Linked DNA regions of Mus musculus: region 1 is linked to region 2. Evidence: chromatin contacts called from public Hi-C data. All regions are on one chromosome and are shown on one strand. The core of a region is the stretch at or near the end of the contact, and the rest is flanking DNA. Distances in the headings are between cores, read along the strand shown. Region 1 has its middle 56 kb from the start of Gm2788. Region 2 holds the start of Zdhhc13 (zinc finger, DHHC domain containing 13).

What was found. A called contact is a pair of places that touch in the nucleus more often than the background predicts.
Region 1: a contact with region 2 is called in a Hi-C map of CD8 T cells, with 2.5 times the contacts expected there. The contact joins the enhancer-like site here to the promoter of Zdhhc13 in region 2. A contact is called at or near these places in 3 of 39 promoter capture datasets (hematopoietic stem and progenitor cells, liver and trophoblast stem cells), 5 of 484 Hi-C or Micro-C datasets (CD8 T cells, granulocyte-monocyte progenitors, myeloid progenitors and 2 more) and 3 of 115 datasets of contacts at active chromatin or transcription factors (the 230-238 cell line and pro-B cells).

What each region holds. Positions count from the first base shown.
Region 1 is chr7:48,936,400-48,939,099 of GRCm38.p6, forward strand. No RefSeq gene overlaps it. Among named protein-coding and RNA genes, the nearest start is that of Gm2788, 56 kb to the left of the region's middle. Within about 2 kb of position 1,357, at least 66 of the 459 cell types and tissues checked have an H3K27ac peak or open chromatin away from gene starts, as enhancers often do. A contact at or near this core is called in the 230-238 cell line, CD8 T cells, pro-B cells and 1 more, where this site is marked.
Region 2 is chr7:48,787,665-48,790,364 of GRCm38.p6, forward strand. It overlaps Zdhhc13 (zinc finger, DHHC domain containing 13), which reads left to right and starts at 1,339. Exons shown (of 17, transcript NM_028031.3): 1 at 1,339-1,473. The coding sequence starts at 1,447.

The sequences.
Region 1 (2,700 bases), core at 107-2,606, 150 kb after region 2:
GAACTTGATAATACATTTTCTATCCTTATTCTTCCTGACTCCATGGTACTCAAGCCTCAACACTTATAATAATATGGAAGTGCTCCGATCTGGGGGCAATCCTCTCTCTATATTATTCAGCCCAATTGTGTAGTGTTTGCTGCTTTGTGTCACATGACATGCTGAAGTAGGGCCCAGTGACATGAACTTGAATAGGACTTGATTTCTGCCGCAACCTCACAATTAAGTTGAAGGGTCACTTTGTTCAGATACTTGTTGTACACACATTTCTTACAATCTATGGCAAAAAAAAAAAGTTGCAATGTGAAAGTGGGGTCTAGAGAGACACAGGACAAGGGCAGAGCCACGTGGAGGATGGGTGAGGTTGGGTATGGGAGTGAGCAGCTGTGGACTTGCTGAGCAGCACCACATTTGAATCACAGCCGGGGTGCTTAGAAAGCCTTGGAAAACATACCCTGTCTGAATCTAGAAAGGGTTACAGATTCAACCTTTGTTCTTAAAAGGTTCACAGTCTGGTGAAAAACACACCCAGGTGTCCTGGCCAGAAAGCAGAGCATCTCTCTATGATCTCCCTCCTCACTCCTCAAGCTGTCAGTCAGCACATGTGGTCCACTCTCCAAGGGTTATGTATGGTGGTACCCATAAAATTCAGGTAGCATTAGGAATAGGAGGTGGAGAGTGAGGGTGCTGTAATGCAGTGAGAACAATCCAGTAAGAGGAAATCTTACTACTTTTCTACTTGTTATATATATATATATATATATGTGTGTGTGTGTGTGTGTGTGTGTGTGTGTGTGTGTGTGTGTATGTGTGAGCGTGTGTATATGTATTAGGAGAAATATTAGACAACCTTTAATATATATGTGAATATGAAGTCTCAATTTTATATATTATATGGGATTTTAATATTAAAACATATATATGTATATATATGTGTGTGTATGTATATGTATATATATATATATATATATATATATATATATATATATATATATATATATATATATAGTAGAAAAATCCAGCACCATCTTTAACAAGGAAAATAAGCCAGTCACAGAGAGAGAAAGAGGCTTTCTTAGACATCAACTATACCTGCAACACCAACCCTAGAATATGAAAAGGAAGACTTATGCACTTAGAGGAGCAAAGATGGAGACCACCTGCAGAAAGTAACGTCATAAGGAACTTTTTCAGCCAGCTAAGTAGAAATTAGCACCAGACATGCCACCAAGAGGAAGCTCACCATCCTGAAGCCTGTGGAGGACAAAACCCACAAAGCCTTCCCAGGGGCTGATGTGGGCTGTGGGTAAGGCACGCATGCGCACTGCCAGTCTTGCTTCCGTTCTGTTGTGGTTAGAGATGGTGGGTTCCTCGGCTGGAGTGTGAACCATTCTCATGCAGCTGGGGACTCGTGTGCTGCTGTCTGATCAGAGGCGGGCGCATGAGCATCTCACACACCCGGATTAGCACTTGGGCAAGGCTAGATCTACAGAAGGGGAGGCATCGAAACAGCTGCAGGTAGCATGTGGCTTGTGTTCTGAAGTGGTCCTTTTCCGCTTTCTTTCCTGATGAAATCTAAATCTTGAGAAGAGCAAGCTCTCTTGAGGTAGAGAAGTAAGTGTAGACTCTCTCAAGGGTCTCTGAGTATTACGAGGTGCAGAATAGATCATGAAGTCATGTCCTGACTGCGCTCCCCTTTGGCCCCCTGTAAGTACAGACCTATATAATTCAACCTACTCTTTTATGTTTTCTATCTCAAGGATATTCTGCAATGTCATCTGTTCTCATGCAAAAAATAATTACTTTTCATGTTGAGACTGATGTAAGAAAGACTTAACTTTGCTTGAGAGTTTGGTGGAGAAAGCATGAAGGTGGAAATATTAGTCAGCCGCTTACATGGTAACTATACTCCCAAAGCAGAGAGCAGACAGGAAACGGGGCAGGGCTATTAAGCCTCAGGACTGGCCCAGTGACCCACTTCCATCTGTTAAGTCTCCAGAGGTTCCACAACCTTCCTAAACAGCGCCCCCAGCTGGGGACCAAGGGTTAAAACAAATGAACAAAAACCGTTTACATCATAACAGGACACAAGCATTCTAAATTAAAATGTGAACTCTTTTCCTTTTTGAAGATGCTACTGAAAATTCACATGTTGCAATTGATCCTTGATGCTTGTAAAATCCTGAGTAAAAAAATACCCATGGAATCTTCCTCCTGACTTCCTTTTCTGCCTATTGGGAGCCACAGAGGTGTCACCCAGATATGTAGGTGCAGTCAGAGTCTGTCTCTTCTACCATGTTTAAAACCTCTTTAGCATCTTCTAAATTCAATTCAACAAAGCTTAAACCATCCTCTGTATTCTCTTCTCTTCTCTTCTCTTCTCTTCTCTTCTCTTCTCTTCTCTTCTCTTCTCTTCTCTTCTCTTCTCTCCTCTCCTCTCCTCTCCTCTCCTCTCCTCTCCTCTCCTCTCCTCTCCTCTTCTCTTCTCTTCTTTTTTTTTTTCTTTTGAGACAGGGTCTCACCATTTGTTCTGACTGCCAGAGAATTCACTATGTAGATTAGGCTGGCCTCGAACTCATGGAGATCTGCTGGGATTAAAGGCATGTTCCACCACACCAGGTGCCATTTTTAATTTTTGGGGGGGCAGGTATTTGAAATACAACTTTTTTTTTTTCTAATTCTAAACAAAAGAAAGGGACT
Region 2 (2,700 bases), core at 89-2,588:
TCATAAAAGTTGATGACACATTCGTACATCCACCCATCTAGTCACTGTAATTATGGTAAATAGTTTCTAGGTCTCGGTGCTGTTCTGGGCACTGGGAGTTCCTAGACAAACACAGTGTTTCCCATCTTCAGTGGGTGTAGGCTTTATGGGTAATCTATGGTGTGCCCAATAAGTAGGGCCACTGACCATAATAATACACTTATAATTTTACTGTTTCAGGGTAATATTTTTTCATGGGTAACCCAGCACTTTATTTCCAGACACTTATTTCATGGTTTCATAGAGTCACAATATTAATTCTGACTTAGCCTCTAAGGATCTAACCAAGCTGGGCTTGGTAACAGACACATCAAGGAATTATCACAAAGAACGGAGTTGAGTCCAGGCTCAGGAAAGCCCTATTGTTTTCTGGACACTGAGGTAGGAGAGAGCTCCCCACTGGTAAGAACCAAGAGTATTCTTGTTTCATAGCCCACCAATGTGTGCAAGACTTATATGCCCTCTCCTCCATGCAGTCTACCAAAAGGGACTGGAGAGGCTTATTCAGTTATATCTCCACCCTCCCTGTGGAACTCTCATATTTTCTGCTTTCTTTTTTGTTAAAACGTATTTTTGTTTCATTTATTAATTTACTTGTGTGTGGAGGTGGCATGGTGAACGAGCTGTGTGTGTGTGTGTGTGTGTGTGTGTGTGTGTGTGTGTGTGTGTGTGTAAGAATCAGTGGAAAGCATCAAGACTTTTCCCTTCCCACCATGATCCAGGAGAACAAACTCAGGTCGTAACACTTGTTGGCAAGTGCCTTTACCACCGCTCACATCTTCTGCTTTCTATGAGGAACCAGGCCCTGATGCTAAAAGTATCTTGCTCAAGAGCACATGACTGAAGAGCAGCAGTTAGGAACTCCCAATGCCTAGAACAGCTAACATCTGTGAGGTTGTCCATGAGGCAGGATGCTCTTCATCTGCCAAAACCCCTGCTGTGGGACTGTAAATACTTTTCCTCAGTTAATTTTCCAAACGCTTACATGAAGTTTGTTCTTGACTCACAGTTGAGAAGATTGAGGTGAGGGAGAGAACTCCACAAGGACAGCTAGCTTTGGGGTAGCCCACTCGGGGACGTTGGAATAACAACAGCCTGAACCTGCACCTGTAGAGCCTTCTGAGTGGGAACCCTAAGTGGTGCCAAGGGTGGGGCTGAAGGAAAGAACATAGCGGGGGCGGGGCAGGGGGCGGGGATGACCGGCAGTTCTCTAGAGGTGAGAAAGTCCCGCCCCCGTGAGAGAGAGATCGGGGATTGGCTTCTCGTGGCGGATTGACAGCCCTAGGATGCGCGCAGTTAGGAGGGCGGAGCGCGAGCCGGAAGTGGGCGAGAGGCGGCTGAGGCGTGCTTGGAGAGCCGCGGCCGCCACTTTGCGCTGGAGCCGCGGCCGAGCGGGCGCGGGTCGTGATGGAGGGCCCGGGCCTGGGCTCGCAGGTGAGCGCGGCTGGACGTGGGCGGCGGTGGGGACGTAAGCCGCGGCCAGGTGAGGCGGTTCCGCGAGGACAGCAGGATCTGGGCCTTGGCCACACTAAGAAAGATGCTGCTTGTCCTTTGCGGTGGCCGCAGAGCGAGGCCGGGCCCTCCTGTCGCCTCCATTCGGCGGCTGGGCGTCACGCACCGGTGCCTAAGTCGGCTGGAACCTGTAAGGTGTCAGGTGACACACCTCAGATAGCACAGCCAGCCTTAGACCTTAGCCTGGAGTCTGAGAGATTCTGTTGAGAAATTATCAGCCCTAGCGCCTAGGCTGCCGCCTTCTCTCCACCTTGTCTTAGCTCTTGTTGCTACCCACATCCTTCCTACTCCTTGAAAGCATCAAGGCTGTGGAGGCAGGAGGAAGGGCGCTCCGTGGTACCATCTGCAAAATCCCCAAGGATTCTATTCTGAGAAGGGCTAGATTAGTCCCAGAGGACAGAGGAGGCCAAAGGGGAAGCTATAAAAGCCAAGAGAACTAAGAATTTGTCCCTTTTGATTGTGACTACTCTAAAGACTTATAACTGGCATTGAATAGATTACAACTTAATATTTTCAGGCTTCTTCAATCCTAGCAAATGTTTAGCGTGTGCTACATGCATTTATGTGCACCTTTTTATCCCAGCTTCAAAGTTTTTAAGCAAAAGAAATCCCCATCTACAGGAGAGTAAACTGACACAGTCTCTAATTCAAGTTATGCTAGAAGTAGATTGATTTTTTTTTTTCAAGCAGTTTGAGGTTGTCACATTGCTTGGACTCTTTAAAAAAAAAAAAATTCCCCAATCCCAAGAGTGTTCTTCATAGCTCTCTATTTTTCTTCTTCAACCAGTTTGGTGTAGGTTTAAGTGGAAAATAACATGCTGAGGTGTTTTTATTGGGAGTTCTTGCATTTTAAAAGAAATGAAAAATGATGTGCAGGGAGCCTGAATTACTATGAAAGAACATAGACTCTTTACATGAAACAGTCTCTCATTATTTTTCTCAGGCTCAAACGTCAGTAAGAGTAGGCCTCATTTCTTAATTACTGTCACTCATTAATAAAAGCCTGTGAGAGCTTAGCTTTACTCCTCCATGCTAAGAGGGAAATAACCCAGCTCAGGTTCCATGACATCAGAAGGGAGAGGATGATTTTAGAGGTTGAGGTTGGTGGGGCAAGATAGACTGTTGTTAATGATAGTTGCCATGGCTGCT